Regions from separate parts of the Cricetulus griseus genome. Here region 2 is linked to region 1. Evidence: chromatin contacts called from public Hi-C data. All regions are on one chromosome and are shown on one strand. The core of a region is the stretch at or near the end of the contact, and the rest is flanking DNA. Distances in the headings are between cores, read along the strand shown.

Region 1 (5,725 bases), core at 2,349-4,848:
TTTCACAGGGGTCGAATATTAGACATCCCCTATATCAGACATTTACATTACGATTCATAATACTTACAGTTATGAAGTAGCAACGAAGATAATTTTATGGTTGGGGGTCACCATAGTGTGAGGAACTGTATTAAAGGGTCACAGCACTAAGAAGGTTTTGTTTCGTTTTTGCAAATAACTAGTCACCAGAGACAAGAAGTTCTTTCAGAAGATTCTAGTATTGAAATAGGAACATTTTCTTGGGAATAAAGTGGGAGGGGGAGCCACAAGTTCTGAAGGATGGAGGATTCCATCCCACCAGTATGGACCAGACTGTTAATAAGAGACCAGGAAGTGCTGGGTCCAAGCCTTATAATGCTGCAACCTAACTCCAAAGAACTGCAGTGCCTTGTGAGACTGGCCCCTTTGACTAAGACTGCACTTCGATTAACAGCGGCTACCCACATTTTCATGGCAGAGATTGCATAATTGAAAGTACCAGTACATCACGACACATTAACGTTTCACAACTGTACAGTGGCCAATCTGGACTACCCAGTTCCTTCCCCATTACCTTAGTGCTCGGCCTGTGTTGGTGGCCTGTTCAGGAAACATTGCTGAGCTGTGAATGAATTTGCCCTTTAGACCAGAATAGGAAGTGTGTTATTGAGTATAATGCAATAGAGCTGTAAGCTGGGCAGCAACTATAGTACCACCTGCCTCATAGGCTAATGAGCCGTGGGTGAGGTTGGAGGCAGGGGATATACTAGTTCAGTTAGAGGGAGATTCTTTGTGTGCATTTGTTACGATAAATCTTTCTGCCAAAAGCCGCCTGAGCCCCAACACCACGTGTGAGCTTTACGCCAGCCGCCCGCCTGAGTTAGGGCCCAAATGAATACACAGAAACTTGTATTAGGTACAATGATGCTTGGCCAATGACTAGGATTCTCATCTGTTAGCTCACTTAATTACCATAAATCTATATATTTTATAAGACTTATCTTATCGGACGCCTTGTTGGCGTCCTCCCTTGCAGGTGGATCACAGTCTGCCGCTAGAGCAAGAGCGGAGGGGAAAAAGGATCCTTCCTGTTTCTCTTCGCTCAAATATGAGTCTCCTTGCTATGTCACTTTCTGCCTGGATCACCACTTCTCTACTACATTTCCCAGAATCCTCTTTGACTCCTAGTCCCGTCTAACTTGCTGTCTCATTGGCCAAACAGTATTTTATTTAACAATCAATAAGATAAACATACACAGAAGTACTTCCCCCATCATGCATTTCTTTCCTTTTTTTCATTTTTTATTTGAATTAGAAACAAGATTGTTTTACATGTCAATCCCAGTTCCTCTCCCTCCCCTCCTCCCCTACCACCTCCCCAACTAAAACCTTTCTGCTCCCCAGGAGGGTGAGGCCTTCCATAGGGTGTCTTCAGAGTCTGTCATACCCTTTGGGATAGGGCCTTGGCCCACCCCTGTGTGTCTTGGCTCAGGGAGTATCCCTCTAAGTGGAATGGGCTCCCAAAGTCCACACCCATGCTAGGAATAAGTACTGATCCACTACAGGAGGCCCCATGGATTTCCGAGGTCTCCTCACTGACACCCACATTCCTGGGGTCTGGATCAGTCCCATGCTGGTTTCCCAGCTATCAGTCTGGGGACCCAGAGCTCCCTGTTGTTCAGGTCAGCTGTTTCTGTGGGTTTCACCAGCCTGGTCTTGACCCCCTTGCTCATCACTCGTCCTTCTCTGCAACTGGATTCCAGCTCAGTTCAGTGATTAGTTGTGGGTGTCTGCTTCTACTCCATCAGCTACTGGATGAAGGCTATAGGATGGCATATAAATCAGTTATCAATCTCATTACCAGGAAAGGGCATTTAAGGTAGCTTCTCCTCTGTTGCTTAGATTGTTAGCTGGTGTCATCTTTGTAGATTTCCAGACATCCCTAGTGCCTGATGTCTCTTTAAACCTAAAATGCCTCCCTTTATTATGGTATCTCCTTTCTTGTTTTCCTCTATTCTTCCCCCAACTCAACCTTCCTGCTCCCTCCTGTCCTCTTCACCCCATCTCATTCTCCTATCTCCCTCTCCCCTCCCCCTATGCTCCCAATTTCTCAGGAGATCTTGTCCCTTCTTTGTGTGCATTTCTCTGGCATGTAATACATGGTGTGTGAAGATCAGTCCATATGTGTCTGTGTAGTCTCTAGGGAGTTAAGCAAGAGATACTGTGAATGCAGTTCCAGCTGTGTAATGGCCATGCAAACAATCTCAGTCCTGTGAAAATTCTCCAATGGGGACCTGCTCCACGGCAGGAAAGATCTACTATTAATGGCCTTCTCTTCACAACTATTTGTTTGAGCAGAGGCAGAGTGAAGGTGAAACTCTTAGCTTTGTGTGACCTAAGCAATCACTGATACTATTGCTTAGAACAATTTTTGGGCAAAGCTATCACCTTCTTAGAAGGTATCAATATATGGGTGATAATCAGGAGCTTGATCCTCTTTAGGAGGCTGAGGTTAACTCTCTTCTACCAGTTTAGTTGATAAAGATAGGCAAGGACCTGGGAAATAGTTATTGGATCTGGAAGTTGCGATCTAGTGTGGAGGGGTGCCCTGTCACACCTGGCTGAATCAGTGGTCGCTAAGTTTACTTTTCCCTTTCTCTTCCATCACGGTTTTCAGTGTGTGAACTCCTTAATTAATTTTGTATGTCTGAGTATACTGTCTTCATGTATGTCTGTTTACCACATTCAGTTAACAAAAATCAATGTTTGTGTATTTTCTAATACTGATTTATAGTCACCATGTACATGTCTTAGATTTGGGCGCTTCTATTTTTGGTGTTGAAATTCAGTGTCTGAGTGTGATTTGCAAATGCTTTGCCACAGAACAAAGTGCCCAATTTTCAAACACTTTCCAAATACCTTGTCCTAAGCTTCCTACCATTGTTATCATCAATATGTTTTGTACATGGTGTCACCTTATAGGTTAAAAATAGAAGTGTTAATACTAGCATTCTGTTATCCAAAATTCATAAGGATGAAAAGAATAGGATTCAGTCTCAGTTTTGTAAAATGAAGAAATTAGATCACATAAAAAAACTTATGCTCTAAACCTATATACCTGCAAATACTACAGAATCTACACTCACAAGTAACAGCTTCTCTGTGTAAAAGCTGTTTAGATACCCTCTTTGTAGCCAGACACTGCTTATTTGAATCATGTGACTTCAGCTATTCTTACTTTGGTTTTCAAACCTTAGGCATCTGGTTACAGAGTACTTTTTATTGTGTTGTCATGCCTGGAAACTACTTCCCATTATATGTTAAAACAATTGAACTAATCAGCCTTTCTTGTATAACAAATCAACAAAAATTTTGCTGTGAAGAACAATTTAATTTTTTTTCACATAGGTTGATATCCCGACCGGTCTCAGCTGGGAAAGTGCTGCATCTTCCTTCCTTCGGTGATGAATGGGGTTTGAGTCATCAGTGCTTTGAGGCTGCCTCATTCTGTGTTCCATCTCACATCTAGTGGTTCCTGCTGAGTCTTTTCAAGACTCTATTTCCATCAAGCTGGTATCAAAGTTCTTCACAACATAACTGTGTATAGTAGGTAAGCACCATGTCTTCATATTTACTGAGTTCTCTTGATCAAGTGAGTCAGATGGCTCATATTATTTATGGGAACTAAATCAGGTTGTGGATACATAGAGATGCCCCATTTGGAAACAATCTTGAGCATCAGTGTTTTGTAAGAAATATGTATTGTTTAATTTTTTTTCCTGTATAAGTATGGACAAAAAATCTTGCAATCTGCATATTTTCCATGAACATGAGCTGGATAAAGGAAGAAGTAGTATAGAAGAAGTGCTTATATGGAGATCATTTGGGTGGATTAATAGAATATTTCATGTAACAGGTGCATTTCTGTATTAATAGTAGGGAAAACATAATGACTCTGGGAGGGTGAGGCATTCTATGGGGGGATCTTAACAGCCTGTCATATCATTTGGAGCAGAGCCTAGACCCTCCCCGATGTGTCTAGGCTGAGAGAGTATCCCTCTATGAGGAGGGGGCTCCCAAAGTCCATTTGTGTACTTGGGATAAATACTGATCCACTGCCAGAGACCTCATAAATTAACCAGACCTCCAAATTGACATCCACATTCAGCGGGTCTGGAACAGTCCTATGCTGGTCTCCCAGCTATCAGTCTGGGGTCCATGAGCTCCTCCTTGATCAGGTCAGCTGTTTTTGTGGGTTTCACCAGCCTGGTCTTGACCCCTTTGCTCATCACTTCTCCCTCTCTGCAACTGGATTCCAGAGTTTAGCTCAGTGTTTAGCTATGGGTGTCTGCTTCTGCTTCCATCAGCTACTGGATGAAGGCTCTAGGATGGCATATAAGGTAGTCATCAATCTCATTATCAGGGAAGGGCATTTAAGGAAGCCTCTCCACTATTGCTTAGATTGCCAGTTGGTGTCATCCTTTGGATCTCTGGATGTTTCCCTAGTGCCTGTTCTCTTTAAGCTTATAATGGCTCCCTCTATTATGGTATTTCTTATCTTGCTGTCCTCTATTCTTTCCCTAACTCATTCTTGCTGCTCCCTCATGTCCTCCTCTCCCCTCCTTTTCTCCCCTTCTCTTTCTCCTAACTCCCTCTCCCCTACACCCACACTCCCAATTAACTCAGGAGATCTTGTCCCTTTCCCCTTCTCTGGGGGACCATGTATGTCTCTCTTAGGGTCCCCCTTGTTTCCTAGCTTCTCTGTTGGTGTGGATTGTAGGCTGGTAATCCTTTGTTCTATGTCTAAAATCCATATATGAGCAAGTACATACCATGTTTGTCTTTTTGTGACTGGGTTACCTCACTCAGGATGGTTTCTTCTAGGGCCATCCATTTGCCTGAGAATTTCAAGATTCCATTGTTTTTTTTCCACTGAGAAGTACTCCATTGTATAAATGTACCACATTTTCTCCATCCATTCTTCAGTTGAGGAGCATCTAGGTTGCTTCCAGGTTCTGGCTATTACAAATAATGCTGCTATAAACATAGTTGAACAGATGTCCCTGTTGAATGAATGTACATCTTTTGGGCATATGCCTAAGAGTGGAATTGCTGGATCTCAGCAGAATGATTCCCATTTTGCTGAGGAACCACCATACTGATTTTCAAAGTGGCTGTACAAGTTTGCACTCCCACCAGCAGTGGAGTGTTCCCCTTTCTCCATATCCTCTCTAGCATAAACTGTCCTTGGTGTTTTTGATTTTAGCCATTCTGACAGGTGTAAAATGGTATCTCAGAGTTGTTTTGATTTGCATTTCCCTAATGGCTAAGGATGTTGAACACTTTCTTATGTGTCTTTCAGCCATTTTAGATTCCTCTATTGAGAATTGTCTATTTAGATCTGGATTATTTGGTGTTTTGGTGACTAGCTTCTTGAGTTTTTTGTATATTTTGGAAATCAGCCCTCTGTCAGATGTGGGGTTGGTGAATAACTTTTCCCATTCTGTGGGCTGCCATTTTGTCTCGTTGACTGTGTCCTTTGCCTTACAGAAGCTTCTCAGTTTCAGGAGGTCCCATTTATTAATTGTTGATCTCAGTGTCTGTGCTATTGGTGTCATGTTCAGGAAGCAGTCTCCTGTACCAATACATTCAAAGGTACCTCCTACTTTCTCTTCTAAGAGGTTCAGTGTGGCTGGATTTATGTTGAGGTCTTTGATCCATTTGGACTTAAGTTTTGTGTATGCAG
Region 2 (5,725 bases), core at 1,436-3,935, 530 kb after region 1:
GAGGGATGTTTGAAGCAATGACAGCAGAATTTTCCCCAAATTGTCAGATGCTGAAATGCAGACCCAGAAAGATAGAGGATACACTAGGATAATTGTAAAAGAAAAAGTAAGGGAAGAAGGAAGCAAGCCAGCAAACTTCACCCTGACATGTTCTATTCAAACTACACAAAATCATAAACCAATAAAAGTCTGGAAGGAAGCCATGACACCTAAACTACAGAGGAGCAAGAATTATATCCAGTTTCACTCAGGAAGTATGTGAGCAAGAAGGGGGTGCTGTGGAATATCCAATATGTTAAGAGAGAAAACACTCTCCACAAAGTTCTGTACCCCATGGAACGGTCCTTCAAATGTGCAGTGGGAGAGGTTAAGTGGAACAAGAGGTATTCTCAGGCAAACAAAAAGCTTCCTTAAAAATGATAAAAGAAATTCATTAGAGAGAAGGAAAATGGTATAAGATATGAATCAGAAGAAAGGGAGGGCAGGGCTGGAGAGATGGCTCAGTGCTAAGAGCACGTACTGTCCTAAAGAGGACTGATGTTTGGTTCCCAGTACCCATGTCCAGTGGCTCACAGCCACCTGTAACTCCACTTCCAGGGAATCTGATGTGCTCTTCTGGACTCTGATATAACTGCATTCACACACACACACACACACACACACACACACACACACACACACACTTAAAAATAAAAATATATTTTTGTGAATAGGAAGAGCACTGGAGAATGAGTATGTGAGGATAATTTAAAACATCCATTATTTTTAATTTATTAGATAAAAGATTTTTCAAAATCACATATTCATAATTAAGTTTATGAAGATAATTATATGTATGTGCTGTGTGTGCTTAGGATTACAAAAAGAGTTAAGGATATTTTGTTATATAACAGATTAGCTACCCGTGGAGCAGCATACTGTTATTTAAAAGTAGAGTTGGATTCCCTGTAAATATATGTTGCAAACTCTAGGGCAGTCTCTGAAAGGGGTTTTAAAGGAAGGATAATCAGCTCACTCACAAATGAGAGAAAATGGAATCACATAAAATATGTAGTTAAAGCCAGGCCCCCACAGGGTGGCTCGCATCTGTAATCCCAGAACTCAACAGACTAAGGAAGGAGGATTGCCATGAGCTCTTGGGTATCCTGGTCTACACGGTGAGTTCCAGGTCAGCCTGGTCTGTGATCGAAACCCTGTCTTTTAAAAATCTTTAATTGGTGCTGTAAAGAGGTCTCAGTGGGCAAGACTTGTGTACTGCTCTTACAGAGGACCCCAGTCTGCTTCCTAGCATCCACATCAGGAAGCTCACAACCAGTTTCAGGGGCACCCAACCTTTCTAGCCTCCACAGGCACCTGTGCTGATGCCCATGGCTGTGTGACCAACTACGGACATGAGGGTTGCAACTGTTGTATTTCTTCCCTATTTTGTTAAGAATATTTTTGTACATGTATATACCTATATTAAGCAGGTATCCTCATTTTCTTTCCTCCTATTCTTTTATCACATAGAATCAACCAAGCCAATCAATGTGTTATTAAGTCTGCATCATCATATTTAAGATTGAGGATTTCAGGAGAAGAATAAGCATCCACCCGAAACTTTGCTACCAGTTCAAGGAATTAATAAGTTTTATGCTGCACGCACAATTGTAATATCATGTTAAATGGAATGATGCCCTTGTTATTGTCTTTATTTGGAGATGACTTATAGTTTGTGGTGACAGGTTCAGGTGTCAAGTTGACAAGAGGAGGACTTGTGATGATTAACCTTGATCAACTTGATTGGGTTGGGAGGTGCAGAAGAGAATAATACCATACCCTTATGTTTGCCTATAAGGCATTTCCAGAGACTGTTTATACTCGGATAGTAACTGAGGGAGAAAGACCATCTCTGAATGTGAGCAGCACCATTCAATAAGCTGGGGGCGGGGACAGGTAGACTAAACATGGAGAAAGGAGGAAGCCAGCCATAGCACAGAAGCTCTGCTCTTCCAGGGTAATTGCACCATTAGATCTTCCTATTCTGAGGAACTACAGAGATCTCCAGCTTTCCATCTTGCCTTCAGCCACTGTTCACCCACCCTGCCTCCAACTGTGTAAGCCAACCTAATGTAAGAAATGATACTTCAAATATTTGTATATTTCAGAAAATGCTTTTCCCCAGACACAGCAAAACATTCATTTTCTTAGAAAATTCTGTTATTGTGGAGTATTTGCTTGTTTGTGTTCTGAGAGGTTTGTGTGTGTGTGTGTGTGTGTGTGTGTGTGTGTGTGTGTGTGTGTGTGTATGCATGTTTGCATGTTTGAACACATGTATGTGGAGGTAAAATGTTAAAGTCAGATGTATTACTACATCTGAGATAAGGTATCTCACTTGAACACAGGGCTCACTCCAGGGAGCCCCTATCTCTTATGTGTTAGGGTTACAAGTGGGCAGCCACACCCACCTGGTATTATACCCACCACTCACATTTGCAGGGTGAGCACTTTACCCACTATGCCAACTCCCCAAATCACTGTCTGTTTGGTTTATTTTTAAAGATTATCTTATATTTAATGAATGTTTTTACATTTTCATTTAAGTGTAACCGCATTACTTCCTCCTTCCTGTCATGTGTATATGTGGTGTGTGGGGAGTGTGTGCAAGTGAGCGCTTCCGCCCACAGGCTCCAGAGACCTTAGGTCCCCTGGAGCTGAAGTTACAAGTGGTTGTGAATCACCCAACATGGGTTCTCGAAACTGAACTCCAGTCTTCTTCTAGATCAGTACAAGATTTAATCACTGACCCATCTCTCCAGCCCCCAACCCCCATTGCCTGTGGTTAAATGAAGTATTCTAGGACTAGCATGGCTCACTAGCCTAGTATTTGCTCAGACTGTAAGGCATACCATTTTATATTTCAATTTTATTTTATAATTCTAACTATTTTCATAATATTATTGTTTTTCAGTGTTCAGGTCTTTTTTTTTTTTTTCAGCGAAGCCCAAGTTTCTTTCCCAGTCCCTGATTTGAAACAGCTGGACTGTGGGTGACACTGCTGACTGCTTTCTGGGCAGCCTCTTTGCTTAGTGGCCTTGCAGTGCAATGCAGCTTCTGATGAGAGACTTTGGGAACTCATGCATATGAAGGATTCTGTGCCATTAATATCCAGCAGCAGCAGTGACTTAGTAGCAGGAAAAGAGTGTGTGGCTTGAGTGAAAGGAAACAGCTGTTCACCCAGCCTTTGCTCTTGGTGGGGGACAGATACTAACATGAAATCAGTTGAAGGTTCCTGACCTTGGACGAGAACGACATCCTGCCACACAGTGACTTGGAGCTGAACACCAAGAAGTTACTGAGGATTGCAGGCTCCCCTAGCATATTTACATGGGAAATAGTGTAGACATGTCAAATAGCTACAGAGGCATTAGTAACACAAGTCATGGAACCTGTGATGGAGCTGGTCTCAGTATACTAAACAGAGATCTAGGAGCCTCTGCACAGATGACACTTGCCAAAGCTGAATGGGTAAGGTTTGGCACTTTAACTAGTCAAGTGAGGACTCGGTTTAGCAATTTAGCTAGAATGAAGGGCTAAATTGTAGTAAGAGGGCTTGGTTCTGAGTCTTGGGGTAGGTGTGATGGAGTAACCTAAAGGAAAATGCTGGCTGGTGAGAGTTGATGGCAGGGTTGGGCACATCACCCACTCTTACCATGCTCTGCATATACTGCTCAGTGAAGTAGTCCTGATACTCTTGGTGTCCTGAGCTAAATACATAAAGCTACATACAGTGGCTTGGTGGTCACAGCTCTTCCACTCATTTCTGCGACTGCTTTAGTGGTTTCTCTGGGGGCAGAGGAAGACACAAAACGAACTTGTTTGCTGCAAGTACCCTCCATTGTAACCCTTGCACTAGAGCCTTTACAAGTGGAGAAACTTTCCTAGACACTCACTATCAATACCACTGGTATCTAGAGTTTTCATGGACGGAATTACACGGGCACCTGATGCTCTAATTTTGATTCATCTGTTCTGATTTGCACTTGGATTCCATTTTCTGTTTCAGACTTTTCTGAGCTTGCCTAAGGTGAACTTGTTTTCCCTTGAGCACCTCGAATCTCCCCCACAGCTTCCTGTGTGTCATTGTGCTTACACACACAGCTTTAGGATTCTATCAGTCATTACTTTCACACTGCAGGCAGGTCCAAACTTGCAAAAGTCATCCTTAGATGCTCGTCATTTACTTCTCCCAAATTCTTGATGCATACATTGGTGAACAGGTTTGCCCATGCTCCAAGTTCTGCTCTTCATTCCTTGTAAAATTTGAGTCATCCAACGAGTACCATGCAATCACTTATAAGCCTCTCACTCAGCTTTCCAATAGCTCCTTCAGCTGCTTCCTGTATATCAAAGTGTATGAATCTGTAGGCCTTGGAGCCATGTTCAAACACAAATCATCTAACATGAAAGGGTATTAACAAAAGCAGAATATGTGCCATACAGTGCTTCCTCATCAACGAATCTGTCCAAATTTTAACAACTATCACTCCAAATGACAGATACTAGTTTGCCCTTTACAAAATCCAAATGCATAGCTCAAGTAGCAACAGGTGATCATATCCCTATAGACATCAGGGAGAGGGCGGATTTCCCACACTTATCTTCTCCGACATTATTTCTTAGTTCCATTAGGATATAACTTTCTGTGGAGAATAATGCCGTGGTGTAGCTGGGAACACTGGGATTTATCTCGAGGAGACTAGTTAAGCCACTTGAAGATGCCAAAAATGGATGTTTAGGGCAAATTTCTATCTAGTGTAGCCATCTACTTTTCCCACATACCAGACAAGTGAGTGAAGATTCTGTTTCCCTAATGGCCAGACACTTCAGGCATTCAGTACTTCCTAGCTTAGGCCTCAGACTTGGTGGAGCTGTGATAAGCCATTCCCCTAAAGAAATGCATGACTCAAGTCATCAAGGGATATAAAGTAATCATTGTTTTATACTACAAAGTTTTGGGAGTGATGTTTTTACACAGTCATAGATTCCTGTAACACACAAATAAAAGTTAAAGGGTAGCAATGATTTGAGCAGAAATAAAATGTCAGTGGATGGCAATCTTTAGAATCTGCTTTGGAATTCAGAAGGAAAAAAACTGAGATGAAGCAATAAAAATGTTAGATATGAAAGACAAAGACAAAGAGACAATGTGCTTTTGCTTCCTTGAGGAGCTGCCTAAACAGAAACAATATCAGTGAGCACATGGGTAAACTGATCAGGACTTCTCAGCAGCAATTGAACAAGAATAGAATTGAGTGACATATTCAAAGTATTCACCTAAAAGTGTTATTTGTACTAAACACTGCACCTTTTTTGTTTTTTTTATTAGAAAGAAAATTATTTTACATGTCAATATCAAGTCCCTCTCCCTCCCCTCCTCCCCTGTCCCCTCCCCCCAGCTAATGCCCTACTCATCCTATATCCTTTCTGCTCCCCAGGAAGGGTGAAGCCTTCCATAGGGGGGGTCTTCAAAGTCTGTCATGTTCTTTGAGATAGGGCCTAGACCAACCCCCTTGTGTCTAGGCTCAGGGAATATCCCTCCATGTGGGATGGGCTCCTAAAGTCCATTCCTATGGTAGCGATAAGTGCTGATCCACTACAAGAGGCCCCGTAGATTTCCAAAGTCTCCTCAGTGACACCCACATTCAGGGGGTGTCCCATCAGTCCCATGCCGATTTCCCCACTA

Evidence for each region. Hi-C and Micro-C count contacts between places; a contact is called where the count stands out from the background.
Region 2: a contact with region 1 is called in a Hi-C map of liver, with 4 times the contacts expected there. The contact joins the enhancer-like site here to the promoter of LOC100767051 in region 1. A contact is called at or near these places in 3 of 8 Hi-C or Micro-C datasets (the CHK-Q cell line, the CHL-YN cell line and liver).

What each region holds. Positions count from the first base shown.
Region 1 is chr4:198,483,290-198,489,014 of CriGri-PICRH-1.0, forward strand. LOC100767051 (zinc finger protein 2) reads left to right here and starts at 3,599. Exons shown (of 5, transcript XM_035444227.1): 1 at 3,599-3,631. The coding sequence starts at 3,599.
Region 2 is chr4:199,009,961-199,015,685 of CriGri-PICRH-1.0, forward strand. No RefSeq gene overlaps it. Among named protein-coding and RNA genes, the nearest start is that of Minar1, 30 kb to the left of the region's middle. Within about 2 kb of position 2,686, at least 1 of the 6 cell types and tissues checked has open chromatin away from gene starts, as enhancers often do.